Linked DNA regions of Mus musculus: region 1 is linked to region 2. A link is a contact called in public HiChIP or PLAC-seq data. All regions are on one chromosome and are shown on one strand. Each heading gives the region's core, a stretch centred on a gene start, on an enhancer-like site or on the middle of the called end of the contact. The rest is flanking DNA. Distances are from core to core; before and after follow the strand shown. Region 1 overlaps Chchd6 (coiled-coil-helix-coiled-coil-helix domain containing 6). Region 2 holds the start of Plxna1 (plexin A1).

What was found. HiChIP or PLAC-seq counts read pairs in DNA pulled down with a chosen protein or histone mark.
Region 1: an H3K4me3 HiChIP or PLAC-seq map of bone marrow-derived macrophages shows a contact between it and region 2, with 4 times the contacts expected there. The contact joins the enhancer-like site here to the promoter of Plxna1 in region 2. A contact is called at or near these places in 1 of 39 promoter capture datasets (the 3T3-L1 cell line), 13 of 484 Hi-C or Micro-C datasets (the C2C12 cell line, the HL-1 cell line, bone marrow-derived macrophages and 8 more), 9 of 115 datasets of contacts at active chromatin or transcription factors (bone marrow-derived dendritic cells, bone marrow-derived macrophages, cardiomyocytes and 3 more) and 3 of 9 other capture datasets (adipose tissue, bone marrow-derived macrophages and liver).

Annotation. Positions count from the first base shown.
Region 1 is chr6:89,405,137-89,409,988 of GRCm38.p6, forward strand. All of the region lies in intron 6 of Chchd6 (coiled-coil-helix-coiled-coil-helix domain containing 6), which reads right to left. Gm52910 (a long non-coding RNA gene) reads right to left here. Exons shown (of 2, transcript XR_003956464.1): 1 at 2,815-4,852; 2 at 1-1,674. Among named protein-coding and RNA genes, the nearest start is that of Gm52910, 4.1 kb to the right of the region's middle. Within about 2 kb of position 3,250, at least 22 of the 459 cell types and tissues checked have an H3K27ac peak or open chromatin away from gene starts, as enhancers often do. A contact at or near this core is called in the HL-1 cell line, bone marrow-derived macrophages and pancreatic cancer cells, where this site is marked.
Region 2 is chr6:89,359,259-89,363,928 of GRCm38.p6, forward strand. Plxna1 (plexin A1) reads right to left here and starts at 3,355. Exons shown (of 32, transcript NM_008881.2): 1 at 3,149-3,355. Gm40415 reads left to right here and starts at 2,097. Exons shown (of 2, transcript XM_017321867.2): 1 at 2,097-2,140; 2 at 2,327-3,333. The coding sequence starts at 2,486. The coding sequence ends at 2,920.

The sequences.
Region 1 (4,852 bases), core at 2,000-4,499, 46 kb after region 2:
CCAAGGAGGCTACAAGGAAGAGGCTGCCAGGCAGAAGAGGAACCTTGAGCCACGGCAGTTCTCATTCTCTGTACTCCAGGCTGTGGGGCTCTTGGGAAAGAAGCAAGGAGAGCATATATTCAGTGGGCTTGAGAGAGAATGGAATGGAGACAGAAACAACTTCCTATCTGCCTTCTGAAGGAGATGAAGACTCATCACAAATCTTAGGAGGAACGTAGGATGGACTCAGCCCTCTCTGCAGCCCTTGGGAGCTACTGAGGGTATGGTGGTTTGAATGCTTGGTCCAGAGAGTGGCACTATTAGATGTGTGGCCTTGTTGGAGAAAGTGTGTCACTGCAGGTGGGATTTGAAACCCTTCCAGCTGCCCAGATGCTACACTTCTCCTGGTTCCCTTCAGAACAAGATGGAGAACTCTCAGCTCCTTCTCCAGTGTCATGCCTGCCTGGACACACTAAGATGCTTCCTGCCTTGATAATAATGGACTGAACCTCTGAACCTGTAAGCCAGCCCCAATTAAATGTTGTCCTTTATAAGAGTTGCCTTGGTCATGATGTCTCTTCATAGCAATGGAAACCCTACCTAAGACAGAGATCAAGTGTTAGAGACAATATAACTGGGACTGAGAGGGGCCACTATGGGAGACACTGACAGGATTTGGTTCTCTGCTTCAAAGCCCATGGGCTACTGCATGGAGCTGGCTCCTTCCTAGAAAACAGAACAAATGCTAGGAGAAAGCACAGAAAGGTCTTTGTGGGCAGGAGGATGATCAGAGGACCATCTTCTTCCCATGTCTACACCCCCTCCATCCACCGAACTGTGGTCAAGAACACAGTTTGTGCAGTCTGAAGAGCATGCCACTACTGGTACATCCAGCAGAGAACAGGCACAGCACACTCTAGAGGGGTCAAGTCACCCCAGTAGATGCTGGATTGGCTTCAAGAGACTGGTTTGGTGAGGCAGCAGCAGGAATGCATGGGTCTGTTGAACATAAGGCCCCCTTCCCCATCTCTCCTTTCCTCCATCAGTAATGCACGAGTCCGTTGAACATACATCCCCCATTTCATCTTTTCTTCTCCAGGAATCCTGGCTATGGCAGTGGGCACTAATGGCCGGACAGCTCCAGTCTCTACATTCCTGGAAGGTTCTCTCCTTCACCATCCAGCCTGCAGCTATGGAATGATAAACACAAGGTGATGGCCAGGGACTTGGCCAAGGGCTGTCTGAACAAAGGCACATGGTAGAAGTCTTAATGGATGTTTTTAGGCTTGGACAACTCCCAGGCTCATCAGTGACTTACTTGAAGTATGAAGAACAGTGGCCAACAAGTTACTAGAAGGTGGAGTATGAGGAGCAACAAGATATAAAATTACATACATCAGTCCCCAGGCTGGATTGAGTCCACCTAGAGTGCCACTCATAGAATAGACACTGGGTCCTGATCCTACGGCCCAAGCTGAGCTTATGTGGAATTGAACATGCAGGAAGCTTATGCCAATGGCCAGTGGAGTCAGTTGAGGAGTCAGTTGATTCAGCAGGCATCAGTTTTCCAAGGAGGATCAGGTGGGTGTGGCACTGTTGACAGAGCACAGTCTGTGGATGAGGGAGATGGTGCCTACAACACAGCAGCAGTGAGAGGAGAGGACTCCAGTGAGACATACACCTCTTCTGTGAGGGCTGAGGAAAAACCAAGGCAGGGGAATATGAAAGATTCTGTCACCTAACTGTTAGGGCCACAGACAGGGAAAGAGGAAGCTTGTGAGGCTCATCTAAGCTGTCATTATGGACACTCTCTGCTAACTTCCAGGCCAAGCAGACAGGAGATGGAAGGTATAAGTATGGTCACTGATGACTCAACCTTTACAGGTGGGTGCTCCAAAAATGACCTACACCCGTGCTTACAATAGGCTTGTCTAAGGGAGCCAGACAATGTCAGCTCTCAGAAGGTGAAACCCTCACACGGCTAGAAATATGATTTTTTGCTATGGTTTAGAGACTACACCTACACCTAGGACACTTGTCTGAATCTCCAGCTGTTTTGAGCCGTCTTTCTGTGACATCCACCCTGTTCTCTTGAGAACTAGATGTCAGGGCCAGAGACAAGGCTGTCCTGCCTCCAGCCCGGCAGGCCTCTGGGAATCTGGCAGGTGAGAGCCCAGCAGCCAGCACTAGGTAAGCAGCCCTCACTGACAGCACCCAGCACTGACACTTTGTTTCCCACTTGCCAGGCCACACACCCTAGGGAAGTAGCATGTGCGCACCACAGGGCTGCACTGCATGGCTTGGCTCCTCCCAAGTCAGGAGCAGATGCAGCCTCAGCCAAGTTTCCCCCAAAGATTAGGAATGGGGAGGTGACACAACCCAGGAAAATAATCTAACAGCAACACTGCTAAGCAGTCACCTCTCTACTGATTAAAAAAGGAGAAAAAAAAAGATTGGACTGTAATACCATTTAATCCCCAGAAGCTAATCTAAATGTAACACTCAGAAGAAAACAAAAGTGGCACAAAGAGATGCGCCAGCCCTGCCTTCAGGGAGACTGGCTTTATTCCCAAAGTGAGCCCATTAATAGAGCTGGGAATGAAATGCCAGTTCTGTCTTTGTAAGGGGAGGGATTACTAAACTGCTGTTTCTAAGCTCAGTTTTAAGTCATGGATCTCTAAACATAAAGAAAGCCTGGGGCTGAGGCAGCCCTTCCCATAAGCCTATGGCCAGTGCTTCCAAACCCACCCAGTGGGTGTTGGCTGGACAAGTATGAGCCCCGGGCCATTGGAACACACAGACTGTAAAGAACATGTCACCCCATGGTCCTCAGACCTGCTCCTCTTCTCATAGCCTGCAACACAGGAGGTAAGTGCACAAACAGGGGCTGGTCAGGTGTCCCTCTTCTCCAGAGCTCCACAGCACCCACCCACCTTCCTCCTGCATCAGTGCTGCACAAAGCCCATTGTGACTCTCAACTGTGCAGCCCTGGTCATCATCTTCCACACTGTCCTGCTCCGTTTCCTCCATGGCACTTTGTATCACTCAGTAGCATATCCTCCCTTCCCCATATTCTTCTCTTTCTAATATATATGTATATGTATATGTATATGTATATGTATATGTATATGTATATGTATATGTATATGTATATTCTTTCATAAACTTTGTATCTGTCTCATTCACTGCAGACTGTCTGCTTTGCTGACTGGGAGAGGGTGGCTAGGGTCTTGTCATTCTCTGCCCCTGGAACACTGAAGCCTGTGGCTGCAGGATGGGTGAGTCATTCCAGCTGGCAGTGCTGAGTCCTGCTCTGCTCTCGACACTGTCACTTCGTCCTCCCCAAGGCTGCCAGTTATCTTTCTAAAGCACAAACCCAATCCTATCAATTCCCCACTTAAAAGATTTTTTTTATGACTTGCCGCAGCCTGCAGAAAAAGTTCCAAATGGCTCTTGTGCGCTGCTAGCCTTGTGCCCAGAACCAGCCTCAACGTCTGGCTTTGTGCAGTGAATGCCTCTGCCACCTCAGGTCTGCCTTCCTGATACCTCACCAGAACCTTTGGTAGGTTCCACTCACTCTGTCGCCTAAGCACAGAGCTGACTGCCCATCTTTCTGGGGCTGCCTGGTGAACTCTAGGGACTCAGATGCCCCACTCTGATCAGCTCATGTTACCACCCAGAGATCACACCACCCAGTCTCATGTTTAGGAGAAAGAATGATGAGAACAGTAAGGAGAGGAAGCTTCCAGATAAACACACAGGATCCCTAGTTTCCTTCTGCCAATGGTAGGCCCAGGTGCCAGAACACAGGCCATAGATGAGTCCCAGGTATCACCAAAGTAAAATACTTGGCAGCTCTTCCTAGAAGATAGATACTGATGGCTCACCAGGGGAGAAGAGACAGAGGACAACATGGGCCACACTCTTGAGTACACACCATACTATTTCTCCTTAAACATTCTGATAGAAGATAAAGGCTGGACATTATAAAGGCTCATGGCAAGTCAGGAAGTTCTTTCCTAGACCTCACCTGAGTTTTCATAGCTTCAGTTCATGTCTCTGGCCTTGCTGTTTCTCAGATAAGGTTTGCTTCTCTGATGAGTGCCAGTGGGCCTGCTGCCAGCTTCTTTCCAGGACACAGACTATACCTGCCTTTCCTGTTAGGCATGAAGTCCTTCCCTGTGGGGCTTTCATGTCTTCACCCAGGCCTGCAGGGCTTAGGACTTGGTTAGCACTCATCACTAAGGCTAACAGGACAGAGCAGGGAACACAAAACTGCTGGCAATTCCTACATCATTCGCCCCACTTGTCCCTAGCCCAGCATTTTTAGAAGCTGGCCTTGGGGCTTGAGGTCCTCAGAGCATTGGGAAGTCTCCTTGTAGTCTATAACACCTGCACTCCAATCAGCTTGTCTGTGTCTCAGGGGTCAAGAGTGGGTATCTTTTTTTTTTTTCCTGATAAAACCCACAGACAGGGTCTAGGTCCAAGGGAGAACAGGCTAACCTTTGTCACTGCTGTTGCTGCTTGGTAAGAAGACAGCAGCCCTAATCTCTATTTTCCCCATCCCTCAATTCCCTTTAGTAATAATCTTCCTAATTTCAATTATACAGGCTACCCACAAATACACACTGTTTCAAAGTGAACATTTTAGATAATGCCTACAGTCTCATTTGGCCCTGTCAAAAAACCCTAAGGTTCCCTGAAGTCAGTACCAGTCTCCACCTGGAGGGTGGCTTTTCCCTGCCTCTCTGTATCATGCACCCACACTCCCAAGAGGAGAACATTAGGTGTCATGTGGCATTTGGACATATAGATACAATACCCAGTGTCTCTCTTTTGTGCTTGCCTATCCCACTGTGGCTCACCCTCTGTG
Region 2 (4,670 bases), core at 2,105-4,604:
AGGCACCTTGCTCTGCTCTGCCCCCACACCTGCTCAGGTAACCCTGAGATGCATCTTCTGATCTGCTTGCACAGGCAGTAGCTGGCAGCACGCAGGTGCCTGTCTTAATCTGTGGCATAGGTCTGGCTAGTGGCTCTGGCTTACTTATTGCTCAAATGTTCTCCCAAAAGATCATAAGCTGGGTGCAAATAGGTCACACTCTCTCTCCAGAGCCACCGGGCCCAGGCAGGTTCAGCAAACACTGTGATTGAGTGAGAAAGTAAGTAAAGACACTAGGAGTGGCCAGGCCTGGGCAAAGCTATCCTCAACATACATGCAGATAGGGAAACTAAGGTTCAGGGCAGCAAAGAGTGTTGGCCTAAATCCCAGGGCAAATGCAGGGTGGTACTTCCTTGCAGGAACTCTCCTAGCAGACTGTCAGCTGCTTTATACCCCCAGACCAGCAGCCAAGAGGAGCCTCCACAGGCAGCCAGAAGGGGAGCACACCATCGGCCTCCCACCCTCAAAACCAAAGCAGACTAGAGAGCAGGTTGCTTGCAGACAAAACGGGCCTGGGCTGAGCACTGAGTCTATGTGAACTCTAAAGAAAACATGAATCACTCACCGTTTATCAGTTCAAAGCAGGCCTGCAATTACCAGGGGCTGGGCTCTCCCCTCCTCCGGGATAATTATACACGTCTTAATGCAATTACGGGCCCTACTTTTTATATTAAACAGGAGGGACCTGGCTGAAGAAGCCACCATCCAAACCCCAGCCTGGCCCTGGGCCCACTCCCCCGCCTCCCAACAGAAGCTGCTGGGAAGGGATTGGCCCGGGGGTACAGGGCTGCCGTCCAGGAAAGAAGGGGATCCCAAGCCTACACCTACCATGGCACAAAGACTAGCAAAGACGCCTGGGCTACGTTCCCCAGATACAAAGACTCAGGATCCAGACAGATCCAAGGTCACACAGCCAGCCCTGACAGAAAGGAAGCAGAGCTGCTGTGGAGACCCTGGCAGCACAGGGTCCCGCAGAAAACAATGTTCCCCTGAGAAGCATGGTCTGATACTGCCTGCTGAGCTAGGCTAGGGGAGGGGAACAGACAAACTCTGGGTTCTGCGAGCTGCCTGGCCACTGTAGCCTACAGAAACTCCCAGGTGGTGCCTTTCCACCTGCTCTACAACAACCAGGTCCACTGGATGCTGGTGGGGTGGGGGTCGGCATGGACCTGCTGGACACGCAGATGGGAGCACTACAAACGGCCATAGCTCCCTGATCCGGACGGACAAGTGAGAAGTCAAACAGGAGGGCCATGGTGGTGCTGGGTGTGTGCAGCAGGGACCAGGAGAGAGAAGCTGGGCTTGCAGATGCGGCGGGGACTCTGCCAGGGGCCACGCTGGAGCAGGCCTCCAGTGGACTGCAGAGAGCTGGTACTCTGCTCTCTCCCAACTCTGAGTAACACTATGGTTCTTGCTCAGAAACAAAGCCCTCAAAACCCTCACAGGAGGACAGCTTGCTCCCTGTGCCCTGCTGCTCTGGAGCCTTATGGTTGTGGACAGGCCGGTCTTACTGACATCTCACCTAGTGGTTCCCCATCAGCGGCAAGAGAAGGATCTCCCTGCCTTGTCACCCTGCCCCACCCTGTGGGAGGTCATAGGAGTTGGTCTCCAACGGTCTACTCTCTACATGGAGGCCCTGGAGTCGTGCTCTCCAGAAAGGGTGCAAGCTTCTAGTCTCCCCTGGGGTCCCACACTCCCGGTCCAGGTGCTCCAAGAGATGTGGCTTTGTCCACCACATCTTGTCTGGTTCCAAACCCAAGAACACATTCCTCAGCCAACACTGACCACACACCCCAAGCCTCCACCCATGCTGTCCTCTGTGCCTTTAGACACCTTCGGTGGGCTCCAAGCTGCCACCTCCCCTCTGCCTGACAGCCTAGCCCTGAAGCAGAGTCCCTGTTTTGCACCTCTGCCTAGGGCACTGGCTGAGTGCTTCCCCGACCCAGCAGACTCTTGGCCAGCCTAATGCAGCACTACCTCCTCCTGCTCACCCCCAACAAGCAATGGAGCTGGAAAACTGGGGGTGCTCTAGGAGGGCTGGAGAAGCACAGGATAGCACCACCCTGATGGGACTGAAGACCCGCAGCACCTGCTGGAAGAGGTAGGTAGCACCAGGAGCCAGAGCCAGAGGTAGGAGCCTGGCAGAGGGGCAGAGGCTCAGTTCGTTCCCATCCCCCCCCAACACACCCCTTTCTTTCAAGGGGCGTGGCCCCAGCACCCCACCGATGAGACTGAGAGGGCTCCGGCCACCTAGTAGCCTCTCTGAAGCCCTCTTGTATCCTTCCAGGGCAGCACCTGGGATCTCTGCAGGCAGAGGGGGCCTCCCAGGAATCTACACTCGCCCTTCCCTACAGCAGCCAGAGTCAGCCCATCACCGCCGCCGTCCTCGCCGTACACCAGGCCTGGGACCGTCCAGGAAGCAAGAGGGGAATCCTCCGGGGAAGGAATGACCCGTGGAGGCCCTGCGCAGGGGGAGGCCGAGGAGGCCCGAGCCGGCGTCCTCTCCGGTGGCACCGCACCGCCCCTTGCAGCCGGGTGGAGGGCCTGCGGGCCTGGGCTGGCTGCGGCGCCCACTCGCGCGCCGGAGCCGGAGGGGGCGGGGGTCCCCACGAAGCCTTGCAACTTCCACCCCACTGCCTCAGGCCGGCCCGAGGCGCAGCCAGGGACCTGCCCCGAATCCCGCGGCCCTGCCCGGGCCTGCCCAGCGCGGCGCTCGCCTGCGGCCCACGTCCCCACCCGCGGCCCGGTCCGACCCGGCGCAACACGGGCCGACATGGGCACCCGCAGGGCCCTTCCCGCGGGGCCACTGCAAACTTTCTCTCCTGCCTGGAGGAAGGGACCGCGACTGCGGCCACAGACATTGCGCCCCCCCGGATCGTAGGGCCCCGGACGTGCTGCGACCCGCCGGGACGCGGCAGCCCATAGCGGAGACCGCGCCCGGACACACGCGGGCGCCCGGCCGGAACCGCAGGACACGCCAGCCGCGGACACGCGCGCCGCAGTCCCCGCGCACACCCCCCTGGCCGCCGCCAGCGCCCCCCGGCCACTCGGGACCCCGGGCCGCGACGAGCCTCCCGCCGCCCGCGGGGAAAGTTGCGCCCCGACTCACCCGCCAACCCCGGGCGCGTCCCGCCGCTGGCCATCGTTGCGCCCCGCCGCTCGCCCCTCTGCGGGGCCGCCCACGCCGCGCAGGCCGCCCAGGCCGAGGCCGCCGCGCCCGGGCTCCGCTCCGCTGCGTGGCTGCGTCGCCGCTGCCCAGCATGAATGGGGCGCTGAGCTCCGCGCGGCTGCGGACCGGCCTCGCTCTCGCCGCCCCGCGGAGCGCCGTGCCGCGCGCATGCGCCGGCCGAAGCCGGGGGGCGGGGCCGGGGGCGGGGGCGGGGGCGGGGCGGGACCCGCGATGGCCTGCAGGGGGCGCTCGGCCCCGCGGCGAGAGCGCGCGCGGCGGGCCCCACCGCTTGCCTTCAAAGGGCGATGGCCACCTCAGCCTTAAAACTCTGGACTGGGGTGGGGGTGGGTGAGGTGGTCCGGGTGGTCCCAGGAGTCGATGCACTCTTTAAGGAGCACAGGCTGGAAGTACAGCTTTCGTGCACGGAAGGGTAAACTGAGTCCGGAGGAAGCACTTGCCCTGGTCCTATTGCTCATCTCTGCCTGCGCAACGATCGCTTAGGTGGGACCGGCACTGCACCCCGCAGGCCCCAGGAGGTGGCGCGTGCCGGGATGCCTAAGCTCAGAGGACGACTGTCCTGTCCGGTACGCGGTCCTGCAGCGGGGCGTGTTAGAACTACCCCAGCAGGATAGAGACCTCGCCGGGTCGATCGCGGGCGCGGGGCTGGCCTGCAGAGCTGGATTGCGCCAGGTCTCGGTCGGGTAGAGAACCTTTCTCAATAAGGTCACCCAGTGCAAGGCATCCAGACCAAAGCAGGCAGCTGTGCGCAGAACAGAACAGAGCAGTCAGAAAAGGTGGTCGTGGGAGGGGCGAAGGCTGACTGGGCACAGCCTGGGGGACCCAGTGCAGCTCATTCGGTAAGGACCATTGTCCGTACTCGTCTCCCAAGCAGTCATCACCCTCTTTCCCTGTGCTCATCCTTGCCTGGTTTTTCTTTGGGTGTGACCGTTTACATTTTGTCTCCCTGAATGACATATTCTTTTGTGTAGCTTGTTTGAGGATGCTATAGAAATGGTGTCCCGCCTTCCTCTCTGATAGGAATGCAGGGTCCTGTGGTCAGTCTTTGCTCTCACTGTGTGGCACAGGCTATTCTGGATAGTTAACCCTCTCTTCTGCTACTGGACTGGAGCCCCCTGCTCTAGACCTTGGTCTTTAGCTTCAACAGACGATGCAAACTTGGTTTTCCCCCAAGTGAAACCCCACCCCTCCACGTGATGGAGAAGTGTCAGCAACAGTGGGAAAGGTAATGGTTTGATTTTGCCAGGCTGAAAGTTGGTGCTGGTTCTTTTTGCTTCTGAATGGCGGTGAGACCCTTCTTCCACAGTTACACTTACCGTCGGACTCCACAGGCACTACATACTGAATGTACAAATCTCTGCTGTGCTGTACAAACCGGGTAGACAGACTGCGCAGGCCCTGTGACCTGCCCAAGCTCCCTCGCTGGTTGGTGGCAGAGCCTGGA